Regions from separate parts of the Hordeum vulgare genome. Here all the other regions are linked to region 2. A link is a contact called in public Hi-C data. All regions are on one chromosome and are shown on one strand. Each heading gives the region's core, a stretch centred on a gene start, on an enhancer-like site or on the middle of the called end of the contact. The rest is flanking DNA. Distances are from core to core; before and after follow the strand shown.

What was found. A called contact is a pair of places that touch in the nucleus more often than the background predicts.
Region 1: a contact with region 2 is called in a Hi-C map of seedling, with 2.1 times the contacts expected there. The contact joins the promoter of LOC123444364 here to the promoter of LOC123444362 in region 2. A contact is called at or near these places in 4 of 6 Hi-C or Micro-C datasets (leaf and seedling) and 1 of 1 datasets of contacts at active chromatin or transcription factors (embryo).
Region 3: a Hi-C map of leaf shows a contact between it and region 2, with 7 times the contacts expected there. The contact joins the enhancer-like site here to the promoter of LOC123444362 in region 2. A contact is called at or near these places in 2 of 6 Hi-C or Micro-C datasets (leaf and seedling).

Annotation. Positions count from the first base shown.
Region 1 is chr3H:478,142,484-478,145,319 of MorexV3_pseudomolecules_assembly, forward strand. It overlaps LOC123444364, which reads right to left and starts at 1,417. Exons shown (of 2, transcript XM_045121054.1): 1 at 1,064-1,417; 2 at 422-969. The coding sequence starts at 1,278. The coding sequence ends at 657. LOC123444363 (endoribonuclease YBEY, chloroplastic-like) reads left to right here. Exons shown (of 12, transcript XM_045121053.1): 12 at 1-468. The coding sequence ends at 65.
Region 2 is chr3H:477,922,308-477,925,080 of MorexV3_pseudomolecules_assembly, forward strand. It overlaps LOC123444362 (phosphatidylglycerophosphate phosphatase PTPMT2-like), which reads left to right and starts at 1,426. Exons shown (of 6, transcript XM_045121052.1): 1 at 1,426-1,933; 2 at 2,410-2,532; 3 at 2,717-2,773. The coding sequence starts at 1,712.
Region 3 is chr3H:477,748,487-477,751,186 of MorexV3_pseudomolecules_assembly, forward strand. It overlaps the pseudogene LOC123444361. Among protein-coding and RNA genes, the nearest start is that of LOC123444359, 120 kb to the left of the region's middle. Within about 2 kb of position 1,390, at least 1 of the 3 cell types and tissues checked has open chromatin away from gene starts, as enhancers often do. A contact at or near this core is called in leaf, where this site is marked.

The DNA.
Region 1 (2,836 bases), core at 167-2,666, 220 kb after region 2:
ACGTGATCGGCGCCACCAATGACGAAGATGGAGTTGCGCAGGCCATCTATGACTACGCTTTCTAACAGACGCTGACACCAAGGCGCACTGGGACAGGGTTTTGTCTTCCCAGTGTTGTTGCCAAATAACAAGTTTTGTTCAAACATCTATCGACAAGATCATTCAGGGTTGTGGTCACAGTCACAGTACCCGCAAAGAGTTTTAACACTTGAAAGCATCAGGCAGAGCCATTTTTTGGTTGGTTGGCAATCGGTGGAGACACGCCATTCTTTTTTCCACTGGGAATATCTGTAAAACATTCTTCAATCTCTGGTAACCAAGGGATGCTCTCTGTTTTAGCCATGCTACTTTGTACCCCTTGTTATGTTGAGAAATAACCAGCATGATCTTAGATCATGTACCATGGCTTGGACACTCAGAATTCGGATCTCAGATAATCTTCGTTAATCAGAAGGAATGTTTGGTATACAACTGGTCTCTCTATTTACACACTGGATCAATCAATTCCTTCTCGAACAACATGGATGCAGAAGCCTCTTTACATTTGACAGGCTAATAGGCCCGCCAAGAAAAATCCCCATCCTCAAGGAACAAAGAAGAGACGCGAAGCCAGCCCTGGACAGACACTCTGAGTCTCAACCGCGAACCCTCCCTCCCTACTGATGGCAGGCGCTCTTGTTGACGGGGATGGCGGGAGGCCTGTAGAGCATGCTGGAGCTGCCGCTCCGCGCCATCATCAGGTTTGCGCAGGAGCTCCCGGAGGTCGGCTTGGCGACTACCTTGCTGCTGTTGTTAGAACCAGGCGCGGGGCAAGCTCTCTGGTCACCGTCGATCTCGACGTGGCTCCGGCATGGCTTCATCTTCTTGTTGTAGGGTCTCTTCTTGGGCAGGTCCTCCAGGCACCTCACCTCCGACATGCACGCGAAGGACTGGGACTTGCCGTCGTAGTACTTGGACAACCCCCCTTTCCTGCAAAGAGAGAAGATCAGCACGGTCAGGAAAAACTTCCATTTTGCTACTCTGTTGATACATGAAGAAGGAAGGTGTTTCCTGAGGAACTTACTTGACGGAGAGCTCGGCCTTGATGGACGACAGATCGTAGACGCCGTCGGAGTTCAGTCGCCGCGCCGGCGGGGAGGCCGGCACGAACTGGTCCTCGCCGTCCGAGAACTGTGCCTCGTCGTCGGAGTCGCAGGAGAAGGAGGAGGAGGTCTCGAACAGGTCCTCGTCTTCCTGGTGCGCCGAGAGGACCTGAGGAGCTCCAGCAGATCTGCCCATGGTTGCAAGTTTCTCGGCTTCTGGTAAGACAATGGACGGGCGGGCCTCAAGTAGTAGAAGGGTAACGAAGATATGCTTGCTGTTGCTGTTGCTCTTGCTTGCTCTGTTTCACGACCTCTACAATCTGGCAGGGGGGGCGGACATATATAGAGCCGCAGCTGAGGCGATTGGGAATTTGGGATAACGCTCGGCGTCGTGCTAGTGCGCTTTGACTAGTACTCGTACTACCACGAAACCGAACGCGAGCGCCACACGAGGTCGGTGACGTCACCGTTGGTCCGTTCCGGTGTGTTTGCGTTGCGCAAGTTGGAGCAACTCCAACCGGACTATCCGCATGTATCCGATTGAATCGTCGTGGATATAAAACTCGGTGCAACGTGGTGGTTTAAACGGACGCACGTCCGTTTCTCGTTCCTGATTAATATTTGGGCCGCATTTCGTCGGCCAGACACGAAATGAACGCGCACGACGCCTGTCCTTTTCCTCCGACCCGACAGTCGGTGGCACGTAGGCCCCTTTTTTCTTTCTCCCATTGTCTTCGACTCACTCCCCCCCCCCCCCCCAACCACCTCTCGCCGTAGCCGCCGAGTTCCGCCGATGCCGTCAGTCATTCGTTCATAGAAAGGTCACCCTCCCGGTCGCCTCATCTACCTGTGCCGCCACCCAGTTCCTACCTTGCCTCGGTAGGGTGTGAGGCTCTTCACCGACCGGCTTCTTCCAGGACGTCCGCAAGTTGTTCGTCGGTTTGCCCGCAAGGTACAAATGGATTCCGACGACGAGTTCTTTTTTACAATGTTCTTTGGGATTCAGATGATTCTTCATCTAATGATGAGAAGATCGTGGCAGCTACATTGGTCGTCCACGACCACCTAAGCATGCAGCGTACATTGTTTAGGTGCTCGATACCGGGGTACACGCCAGCGTTAAACCGCAGTTGGAATAGTGGTCATTTCTTACTTTGGAACGAGTACTTTGAGAACCCCAACCCGCTCTTCAAACATCACATATTTCAACGTCGTTTCTGTATGGCTAGGCATGTGTTCTATCGTATTTGGGATGGGGTGGGGGGGGGGGGGCACGATAACTATTTCGAGTGCAAGACATATGCCTTTGGAAAGATGGGCTTCTCCTCTTATCAAAAATGCACTACTGCCATTCTGATGCTTGCATACTGAGTTTTCGTTGATCTCATTAATGAGCATGTACGAATGAGTGAGTCCACCTGCCTTGAGTTCATGTATAGGTTCTGAAGGGCTTACATAGTTGTGTTTGGCTGGAGTACTTGGAAAAGTCAACTGTCGATGATACAACACGGTTGTTGGCGATAAATGCCAGCACGGGGTCCCAGGGATGCTTGATAGCATAAATTGCATGCGTTCAAAGTAAAAATTGTCGTTCTGCTTGGCAGGGGCAGTATAAGGGCCATGTCCGTGCTTACAGTGTCATACTTGGTCGTTGCTTCACAAGATCTCTGGATTTAGCACTCTTTCTTTGGCATGATCGGATCTCACAACGATATAATGTGTTTCAGCGCTCTCTAGTATTCGCTATGACGGAA
Region 2 (2,773 bases), core at 176-2,675:
TGAATGTTTAGTAAACATCCACCGGTGGATGCGTAGCAGGCCCCAAAGAAAAAGGATAAAGACTTGCCGACCACCGGTCACCCGAGTGAAATAGTGTAGCGGACCCACCAGTCACCAGAGTCACAACGCACATGGGCCACACACGCCATGATCGCTCGCAAGGACCCGAGCCGCCGTGGGCCCACCGCCCACGCACAGCATCATCGAACAGTAGGATGCGTCCAACCGGGCACCGCCCACGTGGAGCCCACAGCAAAGCAGGAAACGGGCGGCCGGCGCGACGAGGGGGCAGCGCACGCGTACGATACGAGCCGCGTGACGCCCCACCAGCACCACTGACGACGCCAGCTCGCCGCGGTCCACTCGTTCCACGGCCCTCCAAAACCAACGGCCGTTTTCTCGCTCCCGGACGCGGGAAATCGCGCGGCTGGGCTCCGACGAGAATCCGGCCGTTTCGGGCGGTGACTGGGCGCTTCACCGCGCCTGGGATTATTGGTGCGCGATTAGGCAGGCGGTTTCCCGTCCGCACCCTTTCCTTCTCCCGTAATGGTCTCCGTGCCCCTCTCCGTTTATTACAAGGTGGCTTTCGAACTGGTCTTTATTTTCTTGTTATATTATACTTTTATATAGTCGGGTTAGGTTGGTATAGTGTTCATGAGCGCCTTGTGTAAGCTGTGAGGCAATGTCATGATCCGTTCTGTGGTGCCAACTTTACATTCTTCCGAACGCTTCCATAGCTCCGTTGATGGGGGATATGATCTAGGTCAAATGCAAGTCCTTGTCACCAACAACCCTTTGCCTTGTTCCTCGCCGATGTGTGAAGTTTTATATGTTTTCGTGGATGTGTTATTCTTGACTCGTGCTCGTCAATGAACATATGAAGAATTATCGTCACTCCATTATCCCTGTAAAAGAAATTGTCACCCGGTTAATAAAATCATAAAAGCTCTGGGTAAAATAAATCATGAAAGTTGCAGGTAAGATAATACCATATAAGCTTGTTAGCGACATTCAAGCAAACAATTCGTCAAAAGAAGATTGCTTGCTTAGCATGCCCAATTGTTCGCATTGTTTACAAGTGCACCATTTCTCGTTTGATAGGATAATGCCTTTTTTTTCCGTAAGTTAACACCTTCAAAGGTTTCGCTCCAGACTACAAATATACATGTAATTGCTCTGTGGAAATAACATGTTTTTATAGGAGTTGTGTCCTTTTAGAGTGTACACAACACACATCATACATGGAGTAACGAAGAAAGCTTTGAAGATCTGTTGCACCTACTACTACCAAGAAAGAAAAGGAGCACGCTGCTCAGAACTGTTTCTGATGAAAACGCGCAATTACTCGAGCGTGGAAGGACCTGCGGAGATAAACGCACCCACGTTTTGTCCACCAATAAATCCCACCAACCAACAAACAACCCACCCAAAGCCCGGACCATCAGCCCCCTCCACCTCCCCTGGATCCGATTCAGCAGACTCGCCACCTGTTTTCGTCCCCGCAGCCTTCTCCTGAGGTTTTGTCCCCACAGCCCACACTCTTCCCATTTCTCGCGTCTCCTCCTCAGAGCAGAAGCCCGAGCCGCCACGCCTCTCGATCCGCGAACCTCCCCCCTCAAAGCCCCCCCGCGGATCTGCTGGTTTCGGGAGGCGTCCCGGCGGGCGCGTAGGGTCGGGGCCTCGGGCTGTTTCGGGAGAGGAGGGGAGGCGCATGAGGATTCGCGAGCTGGGGGACGGCGACGGGAGGCCGGTGGAGGGGGAGGAGCAGGAGGAGGCCTGCGCCGGTGGCGGGGGCGGAGAGGTCGTGCGGCTGAGGGCCAAGCGCGCGCTCGTCGGCGCCGGGGCCAGGGTGCTCTTCTACCCGACGCTCCTCTACAACGTCCTGCGCAACCAATTCGAGGCCGAGTTCCGGTGGTGGGACCGCGTCGACCAGGTGCTGACCCTGCCTTTAAGCGGATTTCCTGATTACGTACTTTGTTTGGGATTATATGCCCATAGTGTATGCATATGGAGTAGTATTGAGCGATTCTTGTTCGATAAATTGGTCTACCTGCCGTTCATAGGATTGGATGATAGGATGTCACTTTTGTAAACTGGTGAAGGGTGTGATTTTTGAGCACCGGTTTTTCATCAGGGATTTTTCGGTGCCATCTATACTTTTTGGGTAGTGCCATCTATACTTGGGGCTTCTATATAAGGTTTACATCTGCTTGACTGGTTCCATGATTGCCTCTGGCGCAGTGACGCTCCAAGCTGAAAGGACGCATGCATCCCTAGATAGCATGCCTTGATTGCTGTTCTTAGGTGTTGTGATTTTTGCTTTGCGCATTTTAGTATTTTGATGTGTATACTGTGACTTGTCTCTGCTACAAAGACCGACCGCCTAATTTGTCCAACCTCCATGTGCAGTGTATTTTGCTAGGAGCCGTTCCTTTCCCAAGTGATGTTCCACGTTTGAAGCAACTTGGAGTTCAGGGAGTTGTAACATTGAATGAGCCTTATGAGACTCTGGTGCCAATGTCCTTGTACCAGGTAAATTTTACATTAGTTGATTCCATTGTTGTGTGATTTTATTTGCATTTTGAATTTGAATTAATAAGTGCAATTCCATCCATATTGTGGTTGATTTGCAGGCATCCCCCATCATTCTACTGTTTTTTTTTCAATTATAGCAAAACAAATATGTACTGATGAGTAACGCACCTTCTTTTTCCAGGCCCATGGGATTGATCACCTTGTGATTGCCACAAGAGACTACCTCTTCGCACCATCC
Region 3 (2,700 bases), core at 140-2,639, 170 kb before region 2:
GTCTTCACAAATGTTGCCCATGATGGATATATACCATCTGTTGTGTAGGGATGACCATTGATGGTATAATTCACTTTTGGAGCTTCACCTTCGGTTAGCTTTGCAAACACAGGTGAATGTTGAAGAACATTTATGTCATTGAGAGATCCTAGTAAACCAAAGAATGCATGCCAAATCCAACGATCCTTCGAAGCAACTGCCTCCGAAATCATTGTGGGCTTATTCACACGACCTTTAAACATGCCATGCCATTTTTTAGGACAATTTTTCCAAGTCCAATGCATGCAATCTATACATCCTAATATACCAGGAAAACCTCTTTGCTCCCCTAACTCAAGTAATCTAGCAGTATCTTCTTCATTTGGAGATCTCATATATTGGTCCCCAAAGACTTCATAAATAGCTATCACAAACTTTTTGCAGGTTGCTAGATTAGTAGATTCTCCTAAGCGACAATACTCATCCGCGGCATCAACAGCATATCCATAAGTTAGTAGTTGCATTGCGGCTGTCATCTTTTGTACAAGATGCAACCCAAGAGCTCCAGCAGAATTTCTTTTTTGCTTAAAATAACTATCATGCTCAAGTACTGCTTCAGCTATGTGATTAAACAAATTATGAGACATTATATACCTGTGTGAATAAACAAATATGAAATAGGGAGATGACAAATAGGCAGATAGAGAATAATGTTGTAATACTAACCTTCGACGAAAATAACTTTCGGAAAAGGTTGGATTTTCTTTGAAGTAGTCATTCCAGAGTAGAACAAATCCGACATCTCTTCCGTGATACAAATATCGCCGCCCCAGCGTCGAACCGCCGTGACGTCGAGCATTCGCCTCCTCTTCCTCCTTGCACTCCGCAAATGCTGCAAGAATTAGTTCGTCATCGTCCCATGAAGGCGAGACGACGAATTCATGAGCATATCCAAAACGAATTCTGTTTCACTCATTGTGTTGTAGGAAAGAAGACACAAGACTTGAAAGAGAGATCAGAGAAGCACAAGGTGGAATGATTTAAGAGATGTGAGAATAGGTGTTATATATAGACCTGGAATAGAGCCATTGAAACAGAGCCGTTGGAATAGAGCCATTGGAGGATATAAAATGATAGTTGAATTGATAGTTATAAAATAATATTAAAATATAGGAAAAAGATTTTATATATAAACGTTCTGTTGTAAAATTAGACGTGTATATGAAAAAAAAAATCACTATCTATATAAACATATAAACATTTAAATATACACGTGTTATTGGAGATGCTCTTACAACATGGGTTTATTATAAACCAATGAAAACGCACCCAACGGTTGAACGCACCGCGACGCGCGACGCTGACTCCGACTCGCCGCACGTACGGCACGACGGCAGACAGCACGGCACGTTCACTTCCAAAACCTTGTCCACCTCGCCTGGCCCTTGTCCTTGTCGTCCGCACCGGCCTCCTCCCACGCCTTACCGTGCGCCGGCAGGTGTTCCCCTGACTTGCTGCCCTTCTTGCCCCGCGCGAACGACCGGAACGCGAGCAGCCTCGACCTGCCGGCGGCCACGCCCGCCCGCTCGCCGCCCGTGCTCGCCGCCACGCGGTCGTCCTGCTGCGGTGGCGGGGTCGTGGTGCAGCCGTCGTCGGGCTTGAACGCGTCCACGTCCTCGGCCGCCGTCCCGTCACCGTCAGCACCCGCGTGCAACGCGGTTCCCGGCGGCGGTGCCATACGCTCCGGCGTCTCCGGCTGCATAGGCCTCTCCTCCCGTTTCCGGTCAGCTTCCTCGGCCTCTTGCCATGCTCCGGTCTCTCGTTCCAGCTCCTCTTCCCGAGGCCCGGTTGCGTCGCTGTCGTCCTCATCGGAGTCGATTACCGTCACGCTGTCCGTGGCAGCTGCCGCGGACGACGACGGTGCGGCAACCGTAATGGCTGCGGCAGGCTGAGGTTGGTGCGGCGGTGACAACGTCAACGTGGGTGCTCCTTGCGCATCGCCGGAGCCTTCATGCAAAACGTAAAGGTGTCAAACAGGATAAACCATCGACAACTGAATCATACGGACCCGCTGACGCCGGTAACACGTGAGAGCCCGAGGCCAGGTCCCGTTCAAGTGCCGACGGTCTCACGGCCTGAGGTGGAATTTCGAACAACGGCAAAACATCGCCGTCACAGGTCAGAGATGCAGGGACGGAACGTGCGCCGATCGTTGCTTCTTGGGAACTACTAGTACTCCGTATAATGCAAACCGATTGACACGATGAGCATTTCACCTGCACCGTCTCTCAGAACGACCGAAGAATATGGGTATGAATTTGCTTTAAGAAAGAGAAAACTAGCAAGGGCAGATTTTGGCGTCCGCCACAGCTAACTCGAGCCCTCCACATGTTATGATGAAAACACCACAGTAGCGTCTGTTTATTAGTCACTCTACATCAGCAGGATTCGTGTCAACACGCAAAACCGTGTGAAACAAGGGCTCAGACCGCAACGGTTGCTACTGTACAACCGCAGGAACCATGGAAAATTTGCCAAAGTGAAAACTTTACTGGTACTATTTCTCACCATTTGCTAATACCGACCCAGAGTACTTCTTCGCATGCTCCCCGTGCTCGCTGCTGCCCGCAGGAACAGATAGAGATAGCCTATTGGCCAACCTTTCGGCCTCTCTTGCCTCGATGATATCCTCCTCGCTCAGGAAGCTCGGCTGGTTTGTTG